Linked DNA regions of Mus musculus: region 2 is linked to region 1. Evidence: chromatin contacts called from public Hi-C data. All regions are on one chromosome and are shown on one strand. Each heading gives the region's core, a stretch centred on a gene start, on an enhancer-like site or on the middle of the called end of the contact. The rest is flanking DNA. Distances are from core to core; before and after follow the strand shown.

Evidence for each region. Hi-C and Micro-C count contacts between places; a contact is called where the count stands out from the background.
Region 2: a Hi-C map of bone marrow-derived macrophages shows a contact between it and region 1, with 12 read pairs. The contact joins two enhancer-like sites. A contact is called at or near these places in 7 of 39 promoter capture datasets (the C10 cell line, cranial neural crest, embryonic stem cells and 4 more), 7 of 484 Hi-C or Micro-C datasets (the G1E-ER4 cell line, LSK cells, bone marrow-derived macrophages and 3 more), 4 of 115 datasets of contacts at active chromatin or transcription factors (the 230-238 cell line, bone marrow-derived macrophages, memory CD8 T cells and 1 more) and 3 of 9 other capture datasets (adipose tissue, liver and pancreatic islet).

What each region holds. Positions count from the first base shown.
Region 1 is chr9:89,217,384-89,222,976 of GRCm38.p6, reverse strand. All of the region lies in intron 2 of Mthfs (5, 10-methenyltetrahydrofolate synthetase), which reads right to left. Among named protein-coding and RNA genes, the nearest start is that of Mthfs, 9.0 kb to the right of the region's middle. Within about 2 kb of position 2,041, at least 22 of the 459 cell types and tissues checked have an H3K27ac peak or open chromatin away from gene starts, as enhancers often do. A contact at or near this core is called in bone marrow-derived macrophages, where this site is marked.
Region 2 is chr9:89,692,838-89,698,014 of GRCm38.p6, reverse strand. No RefSeq gene overlaps it. Among named protein-coding and RNA genes, the nearest start is that of Tmed3, 9.6 kb to the left of the region's middle. Within about 2 kb of position 2,669, at least 9 of the 459 cell types and tissues checked have an H3K27ac peak or open chromatin away from gene starts, as enhancers often do. A contact at or near this core is called in bone marrow-derived macrophages, where this site is marked.

The DNA.
Region 1 (5,593 bases), core at 792-3,291:
AAGACCTGAGTTCAATCCCCGGTATAGCATAAACAAGGAATAGTTGTAGATACCTAAAATCAAAGTACTTGCTAGGGTCAGACATAAAGAATCAGGAGCTCACAAGGTCAAGGCCATCTTTAGCTACTTGGTAATTCCAAGCCAGCATGGAGTATAAGAGACTCCACCTTAAAAACAAAACAACCCACTAAAGTAAATAAAATGAAAATAAAAAAAAAAAAAGAAACTGAAAAGTATCTAAAAGTTAGAAAAATATAAACATGAAATCCTTCTAAATCTGTCCACCTTAGCCTTTCTTTTTCTTCATCTATGTATTCAAAAAAAGAATTTATGTGTGTGTGTGGTGTTTCAGGAGACATACAGTCTCACTACGTAACTCAGGCTGGCCACAAACTCACGAGGATACTCCTGCCGTAGTTTCCAGAATGCTAGAAAAACAGGCAGTTGCAGGCATGTCCCATCAACCCAGTTTCCTTTCCTCTCTTAACTCTTTCCTAAAACATATAAATATCTAAAGCAATAATTATACTGCACTGTTGGATGCATAATACATAGAAACATAATTTATATGATACAAAAGGGAGAGGAACTCATACAGAAGCAAACTCCCTGTATTTTATTGGAATTTAGTAAACAGAGATCTGAAACAGACTGAGCTATATTATAAGCTATATTACATTCTTTAAGAAACAGAACTCAGGAGGCAGAGGCAGGGGGATTTCTGAGTTCAAGGCCAGCCTGGTCTACAGAGTAAGTTCCAGGAAAGCCAGGGCTACACAGAGAAACCCTGTCTCAAAAAAACAAAACAAAAACAAACAAACAAAAAAACAAAAGAAAACACTAAATTTCTTTTAGACAGAATTTAAAAATCAACAGGGGCATTAAGAGAGAGTTGACACACACAAACTCCCTCACTTCGTATGCCTCGCTGATTACATGACCAGTACTTCCCAAACACCTGCATTAGTGGAACTACAGAGAAGGCTGAGACCCCTGGCAGGGGTGAGACCTGACCCTGCACAGATACAAAACCACTTCTATTTAAATATTTTTTGGTTTTCCTTGAAATTAGTATCCTTATGGTCCATGAATTGCTTTTATTTTCAACCATGTATTTCACGTGTGACTATGTTGCTATATATAAAAAGTCATGTGAGTTTCTGTTTGTGTGTTTGTTTTGCTAGGTCTCCATCAAAATTAGCAAATGTACCTGGTTAAGAAAATGTACCTGTTGGTCTTATTGCTCTGTAAGGTCACCAGATAATGAATGCCCTTTTGAGAAAGACATCTAAGCCAATAGCTTTACAGTGTTTTAGAACTTACTGGAAGAAAAATATCAGATCCATTTCATGATCAGCACACCTAAATAAACATTTCTTCTCAATTTCTTTCTGGTTTGGTTTTTAATGCTTCTTAAGGAAATTAAAGCCCAATGATGCCAGGTATAGAACTGCACATCCTGGTACCCCAACTCCAAAGACTGTGGATAAAGCATCGTAAATGTAAGGACACTCTGGGCAACCTAGGAAGACTCTGTCTCAAAACAAACCAGTGTGGTGACTGACGAGGAAGCTGTTGGTATAATGCTTACCAAGCACACACAGTGCCCCAGGTTGATCTCCAGCACTAAACACATGGGGACAGTGGCATGCATTGTGGCCTCAGCATCTGAAAGGTGCAAGCAAGTTAAAAAGTTCAAAGTCATCACATTCAGTGAAGTAGCAAGTAAGGCCAGCCTGGGCTACATGAAATTCTGTCTCAAAATCAAACAAAGCCATTAATGAGTCATGGATTGAAGTTACAAAACTCTGCCCTATATAATACGATAAATGGCTTCAGTAAAATCAACAATGTTTCTGTTGTGTGAAGGAGATGTGGTTAAAGGTTTGCTAAAACACTTCCTGTAAGAGCAGAGCTGCTACAAATCACACTGAAAACAGCAAATCGTGCCGGATCTTTAGCAACTCTCTTCTTTGCTTAGTATAAACTAAACCCAAACCAAGTGTTCTCTCCTGAGCATGTGACAGTCATCTGTGTGGCAGTGTCTCTGAGTCACTACTTAATATAAACTAAACCAAACCAAGAGTTCTCCTGAGTATGCGGCAGTCATCTGCGTGGCGGTGTCCCTGAGTTTCTGCAAGTAGCTGAGACAGTATGGCCTGGTCCCCAGGACTATGGACATCCCTGGCTTCAGTCTAATAATTAACACATTTGTTCAGCATACAAAAGAGGAGATATAGCAAAAGTATTAACTTCATCTGATCTGAGGCATAACAATGATCTCAATGTACCCCAGGGCACAAAAAGAACCATGGTGCAGTAGGTCAAGATCTGCCATCTCGCAGGAGTGGCACAGTCTAAAGCGAGACAGTTGTGATCATCCAGTGGCTATTAGGATACAGAAGCACTTACTGACAGGGAATTAGAATTTCCTAGTAATATCATGCTGCAAGGAGGGAAAGGTTAAAGCCTGGTGCCAGTCAGCGAGGAACCTCTTTTCTGCTTTTCCCATGAAGGAACTGGGGGTGGGGGGAGGGGGCAAGCCTGGCTTGTTGTGCTTCTAGAAACCAAGCTTTTGATCCTAAATACTCCATTAACAAAACTGCAATTTCTGCTTCTTACCAACCTTTAACACAATACCCATCACAAATACACAAGGCCTCCAAGCCAATCCTCAGCCTCCACTGCAAGTGTGGCAACATCAGAAGCCAGGCAGCATCCCATGATTCTCTTAACTCAATGATTTCCCAAAACCAGCCCCGAGAGACTGAAAATCCCAGGACCATCATGCAGGAAGGCCCTGACCAAATCAGAGATAATGTTGACATTTTACATATGATATAAATAATTAAAAAAATCACAGCATCTATAAAATAATTCCCATGTATTCTTTGTAAGTTTTTAATTCAGGTGTTCTTCATGTATAAAGGACTGATCATCTATTCATCTATATTAGTATTGTCTGAACTTATAATAAATTCAGATTTACTTTGAGAACTTTCCAGTTTGAATCAACATGTTGCGAAAGTTATTAGGGTCAGAGCATAGACCCTGGCAAGCAAAACAAGCCAGGCTCAGCCACTGCCCTCAAAAGGTCAATTACACAGACAACAGTACAAAACAGAGAGAGGAGATTAATCCAATGTGGCCACATTGGAAGGAGGAATCAATAAAGAGGTGCAACGAACGCCGCCCCACCCAATCCTCTGCTGGTCTGGCCATGATGTTCACTCTTTGAGTATGCCTCTATTTACTCATTTGGTTGGTTATTCTGTTAGTTACTGGGGAAGGAATCACATGTTACCAAACATGTAGGAAATCACAAGTCAAGTTGCTGGAGTCGGTTTTCTTCTCCCATTTGGGTTCCAGGATCCAAGTCAAGTCCTCAGCCTGGTGAGAGGAACCTTTACCTACTGAGCCATCCTGCCAGCCCCAAGGTTTACATTTCATTGCAGGCAAGTGATGTATGTAAATAAGCAGTCCCACTCCCTGGGTGGTCATTGTCCATTCTGTTCCCACTCCAGTTACTCCTGCAAGGTAGTCTGGAAAGGTATCAGAATTGTGTGAAATCTCTCCTTGGGAGACAAATTCCTCCCCTGGGTGGCACCAGCCTTCAGCTTTTTCCATCTCTTGGCATGGGATTTTTGAAAAAGGTCCTTAGGACCACTGCTTCAATAATCTGATAACTGAAGGAAAAGGCACCTTGTCTCTCTCCTTAGCCTGTCTTCCTTCCTGCTTGGATGACTATAGACTATGAACCAAATGATAGGAGGTACCAGGGATACAGTATCTTACACCAAAATCTTGTCCTCTAGAGACAAAGTCTATTAGAACAAAAAGAAATATGCTCCGAAGAAGAATTAATAAAACGTGGGGATTAATGCTAAGTGCCAAGGACTTAAGAATCACAGAAGAAAAAGACTAGGGTGTTGGGAGCAGCCAGGGAAAATATTCAGTACTCAATGATGATGACAACGTTCTACTGATTCCTCCTGACAACACACTGTGTAGTATTTAACTGTATATCATCCTACTTTGTTCTCACTACAAAACGGCTTTATTAGTCCCAACTCTTGGGGCCTTTCAGCTTTTTAGTCATTTGCCAAATTCGTAAGTAATTGAACCCAGATTACAATTTGAGGGCCAGGGATCTCAGACCCTGGACTACAATATTCTAGCCTGAAGAAACACATGACACATTCCAGCCTAGAAAACAGCAAGCCTCATTTTCACAGAAGGCTGTGTACATTATAGCACAACTCTAGCAAAATAGAAGGCACAGAAGCAAGGGCACTTTCACAGAGCAACTGACATCATCTCACTATATCTCGACAATAGCCTATGGGTAGGCTTCATGAGCTCCACTTCCAGGTGAGATATCTGGACTTCACAAGAGTTCAGGAACAGAGGTCATAGTTAGAAAGGAGGAAACTATAGAGATCAGTCCTGAATCCCTCACCGACAACAGCGATGAAATGCTATCCTCCAGCCGAGCACTGTGGGAGACGGAGAGGAACCACACTGGGGAAAAGCAGAAAACAAGGGGAAACAGTGGCTCATTCAGTGGCCTGGACTTTAGAGTTAGCCAAAGTCCCAGCTTTTGTCCACAACAGATCAGCAGGAAGTACTGTTGGCCAGAGACAGAGATCATTATAGTATCCAGGAAAAAAATCTAACAGATGGGTGAGCTGTATAAAAAGGCATCTGAGGGAAACCAATATGATCAGGAAACAAGTTTGAAAGTCATTCTAGGGGAATAGTCAGTGTGACCAGTCAACTGGGGACAAAAGGTCACTGGGATCAGAAGCAGGTGATAAAAATTGTACAAAGCGGGATTGGGGAAATATCTGAATGGCTACGAAGGCTTGCGGCTTAAGCATGAGGTTCACTCCAGGTGCAGTTGTGCCTGTAACCCAGCATTATAATGTGGAAGAAAGAGAAGGATACATTGGGGCTTTGTCACTGCCAGCCTACCTCTGGACTCAGTGAGAGACCCTTGTTCAAAGCCATAAGGTAGAGGGTGATAGAGCAGGGCACCCAACACCCTCCTTTGGCTTCTACATACAGCTGTGCACACACATACATAGAGCACACACATGCAGTGCACACAAATATATACCAAAGAAATATCCAGTAATACCTACTAATTGGATGGTTAAAAAAGAGAGACAAGGATAATTTTATGGGTACATGATAGCTACAAACAGAAATATATAAAAAGAATAAATTTATGAATGTGAAATCAAGGAATGGTGGAACATCTTGATGTTTAACGCAAAGCTGAACGGGGCAGCTCATAGGAGAGGGCCTGTGTAGTGCTAGCAGAAGCCCACCTCTATGAGAACCACAGCTAGTTAACTCTACCCCTGTGGGAAGCAGGTCTCCATCACACTTCTCACAGACACTCAGTGACTTCCCCATCACTGTGGGGGCTGAATGACCCTTCTACATGGGTTCCCTACCAGATATCCTGCATATTAGATATCATGCTACAATTCAGAACAGTAGCCAAGTTACAGTTATGAAGTAGTAGAAATAAAATAATTTTATGGCTCACCACAACATGAGGAACTGTATTAGAGGGTCACACAGC
Region 2 (5,177 bases), core at 1,420-3,919, 470 kb before region 1:
TTTGAGCATGTATATACTAACAAATTTAATAATTACCTAGTCCCAAAGACACAATTTTTAACCTGTCGAGTTAAACATTGTCAATGAAGCAGCATTTAAAATGAAAGACCATTAAATAGAGATATCTAATAGGATACTGCAAATAAGAATGTCAAACATAGAGGAGTTGTGGTGCATAGGAGAGATGAGTTGGAATGTGAGTTTAGGGAGGAAAAGGAAAGATTGAAAATCTGAGCACACGCTGGGTAATGGCTCTCAAGTCCCTCTGATACCTTTGGATGCATCCAACAGTCATAACCACTAACGAATTAACGCCTAAACGGTGTCTTTCAGGGCCCTGTATTCCTTATGAAAGGTTTTAGATACAAACTTTAAAATGTTGGGGGACCCTGTGGTTCCTCCAGCCTTCTTTGTGTATTCAAGAAAAAGAAAAGAAGGAACTCCCTCACTTCAAGCCTGGGCTCCCTGGGCGAGACCCCCACTTCACATGCAGAAGGAGGTGTTCCATGTTGCATCAGAGTAGGAAATCCTCAGTTGGTTTGGCCCTTTGGGGCTTGAATCTGGGTCTACCATGCATCATTGTGTCATCAAGGACAAGATGATAACGAGCTGCTTTCTCTAAACTGCCCTTACTGGTGATGTGGACGTGAGAGAGTGTTCTGACTGGACAGGGAGTTCAGCTGCATGCATCATTATTGAGGAGAATTCACTGTCTTCTAGCAAAATCTATTTGAGTAGAAACCTGGATGCTCTGGCAGGCGGATGGCACAGCTGTTATCAGCTTACCCGGGAGACTGAGAATCCCTATGGGAGGAGACAGAAGATTTCTGACTTCCTCTGAGGGTTAGTATTCTCAAGGGAGGAGAGGCTTTTCAAAACAGGGCTGGGCACACCGAAGGTATAAGGTTGGCACTTTCAGGAACTTGTGTCTAAGTCCCACAGAGGAGGGAGAAATGGGAGAAAGGGACACGGGAGAGAAATCCAGTGAAATGTGAATTGCTTCATACGGTAGGTTTCAGAGACATGGGGAGCGTCTGCAGGTCTGACTCTAGAATCCTTATAAATTCAGACAGTCTGGGACTGGCCCCTACACGCTGGTTCTGGCCACCCTGGGACACAGCCCTGTGCCAGTCAGACTACCGCAGTGTGGTATGAAGAAGCTGTAACATTTGAGGCTCAAGAACCATTGGTATCAGACACCCTCCACAGGACCACCCCAAGTAGACATTTGTTAAGATACATTTCTTTTTTTTTCTAAACAGGGTCAAATCCTAAGCCTCTTGCCAGGTATCAAATTAATAGGCATGTCTTAGTTAGGGTTTCAATTGCTGTGAAGGGATACCATAACCAAGGCAATTCTATTTTTTTTTTGTGAGATATATATATATATATATATATATATATATATATATATATATATATTATTACGTATTTTCCTCAATTACATTTCCAATGCTATCCCAAAAGTCCCCCATACCCTCCCCCCAACTCTCCTACCCACCCATTCCCACTTTTTGGCCCTGGCGTTCCCCTGTACTGGGGCATATAAAGTTTGCAAGTCCAATGGGCCTCTCTTTCCAATGATGGCCGACTAGGCCATCTTTTGATACATATGCAGCTAGAGTCAAGAGCTCCAGGGTACTGGTTAGTTCATAATGTTGTTGCACCTACAGGGTTGCAGATCTCTTTACTCCTTGGTTACTTTCTCTAGCTCCTCCATTGGGGGCCCCGTGGTCCATCCAATAGCTGACTGTGAGCATCCACTTCTGCGTTTGCTAGGCCCCGGCCTAGTCTCACAAGAGACAGCTATATCACAGTCCTTTCAGCAAACGCTTGCTAGTGTATGTGATGGTGTCATCGTTTAGAGGCTAATTATGGGATGGATCCCTGGATATGGCAGCCTCTAGATGGTCCATCCTTTTGTCTCAGCTCCAAAGTTTGTCTCTGTAACTCCTTCCATGGGTGATTGTTTCCAATTCTAAGAAGGGGCAAAGTGTCCACACTTTGGTCTTCGTTCTTCTTCAGTTTCATGTGTTTTGCAAATTCTATCTTATATCTCGCTAGACTAAGTTTCTGGGCTAATATCCACTTATCAGTGAGTACATATCATTTGAGTTCTTTTGTGATTGTGTTACCTCACTCAGGATGATGCCCTCCAGGTCCAACCATTTGCCTAGGAATTTCATAAATTCATTCTTTTAAATAGCTGAGTAGTACTCCTTTGTGTAAATGTACCACATTTTTTGTATCCATTCCTCTGTTTGAGGGGCATCTGGGTTCTTTCCAGCTTTTGGCTATTATAAATAAGGCTGCTATGAACATAGTGGACTAAGGCAATTCTTATAAAGGAAAACTTTTAACTGGGGCTGGCTTATAGTATCAGAGGTTCAGTCTACTATCATCATAGTGGGAGGCATGGCAGCGTGCAAGCAGACATGGTGCTGGAATTGCTGGTAGTTTTACATCTTGATTTGAAGGCAGCCAGAAGAACACTATCTTTTGCAGGCAGCCAGGCAGAGTATAGAGCTTAAACATAGGAACCCTCCAAGGCCCACCTACACAGTGACACACTTCCTCCAACAAGGCCACACTTCCTAATCATGCCACTTCCCATAAGTGGAGAATGTTCCAACCACCACAATATGTTAAAGGTTTTATTGTATTCCTGAATCAGTAGGGAGTCTGGTTTCATAATGATTCAAAAGTGAACAGACACTGATTCATAGCTATGAAGTAGCTCTAAGACATTGAGACACACTAGTCAGTAAACCAGGAGGTTGTGCTATAAAAAGACAGCAGTTCCGAAAATAGATCAAGGCTAGTAGGAATTAGATGGTCTGGAGGGGTTTACAGAAACCTAGACATTTTATTTTTGTTGTTTGTTTCCTTTAAACACATTCTTCCCCTCTCAAAATATGAATGGGCCACTGAGTTATCACCACTCATTCCCCCAGCCAACTGGCCGCTTTTTTGTTCTAAGGAGATCCCACGTGTTTAAGGGTTGATTAAGACTTATAAGCTGTAGAAATATAGGGACGAAGTTGTAGATGGCTTATACGATCGTTTGCTACTTTTCTAACATTCAAAGACAATGAAGTAGCTTCTGCTGAAGCTCTCTGGTGAATGCCAACCAAAGTGTGCTGCTTCCTTCGGAAATCACTATTGAAGCAGCTTAAAAAAAATCATGTTTGGGGGTTGCCAAGATGGTTCCCTAGGTAAAAGTGCTTGCTACCAAACCTGAGAAACTTCAGTTCAATTCCTGGGACCCGCATGGTAGAGGGACAAAACGGACTCCTGTAGGTTGTTCTCTGACCTCCACATGTGTGTCATGACATGTTTATGCCCCTCCTTAGTGTGTTCTCCCTCTCCCTCCCTCCCATCCACCCTCCCTCCCTCTCTTCTTCTCACTTCCTCCTCCCATCTCATCATACACATGTGTGCATACACTCTTACAAGCAAACTAAATATGTAAATGATTTAGAAGTCATCTTGGCAATTGTTTCCATGGCAAAGCCGAATAGGTTGAAGTGGAGTGGGTGTTTTGTGTAATACAAGGGGAAGAAAAAGGCACAACCCTCTCTGGGACCCTTATGCAACTTACTGGATATAACCTGGCTTATTATACAGTTTGCCTTCAAGAAGAGAAGAACTAACTGCATTTCAGTTTTACAAAAACGTCACCTCAATGTATGAAGTTATGTTTCTGGTAATTAAGATACTGGCTTAAAATGAACCCCTTGCCGTGACTTCAGACAAGATCTTCCCCTTCATGGTCTTGTGACCCAAAGTAGTGGAACCAAATGACAGGGCTTGAAATCCTGAACTCAAATATCTGTTTCTTCTTATAGATTGAGTCTCTGAGAGATTTTTGTCAGGGATGAAAAAAATCACCTAACAAAGATGCAGCTCTAGTAATGGGGGGTATGGAGCCTGAGTGGGCCATCTTCTGTAACCAGGCAAAGCTATGGGGGTATGAAGCCTGAGCTGGCCATCTTCTGTAACCAGGCAGCATACAGTGGAGGGCTTGGACAGCAACATAACCACAAGACCTTGGATGAATAATTTGTCCTGCCAACAAGATATGCTGGGGTAATAATGGTTCAGAACTTGTGGGAGTGACCAGCCAATGAATGGCCCAGTTTGAAACCCAGCCAGGAGAGGGAGCCCATGCCAGACACTCCCTGGAAGGCCAGGAACCAGATGCTTGATAACCCAAAGACCTAGGATAGAACCAAACATGACTGGCAAAAATTGACGCAAACAAGCACCTAGTTATACTTCTAGACCAGAGCTTAGCATAACTGTCTTCGAAGAGGTTTACTCCAGCAACTGATGGGAGCAGATACAGAGATCCACGGCCAAGCATTAGGTGACGCTCAATGAACCCTGAGGAAGATGGGGGATGAAGGGTTGTAGGAGCGAGAGGACATCAGAAGAGAACGTCTCACAGAATCAACTAAGCAGGGCTCGATCCTCAGGAAGCCTGCATGAGTCTGACCTAGGTGCTCTGCATATATGTTATGATTTTGCAGTTTGGTGTTCTTGTGCGACTCCTAACAGGGAATGGGGGCTGTCTCTAACTCTTTTGCCTGCTTTTGTGACCATCCTCCTGGGTTGCCTTGTCCAGCCTTGATATGAGGGGATGTGCCTAGTCTTGACGCAACTTTTTATACCATGTTTGGTTGATATGCCAGGGAAGCCTGCTTTTTTCCTGAAGAGAAATGGAGGAGGAACGGATCTGGGGAAGAGGGGGGTGGATCAGGGGAGGGACTGGAAGGAGAGGAGGGACAGGAAACTGCAGTCAGGATATGAGAGAAGAAGAAATATACAAAAAGCCCCACAGGAATGTTGAAAATAAGACGAAAAGACTTCAGGAAACATCAAGTAAACAAAGAGAGAGAAAAATGATTGTGACCTCTGGTGAACAATCACATCAGGCTGTAATATTACACGTTTGCATCCAGGAGCCTATTGAAAGCATGAGAGGTCAATGGATGTAACTGAGACAGAGTACAACACCTGGAGAGCCACGGAGGGAGGGAGCTGCAGTGACTCACACAGGAGCATGCATGTTTCCTGCCAGAGCCTTGGCCATTCAGGAGAATCAAGTGTATGGGCCAGGGAGCCAGGTAGCAGCTTCTTTCTTAGTCAAATGACTTAGTCAGATGAATTGGAAA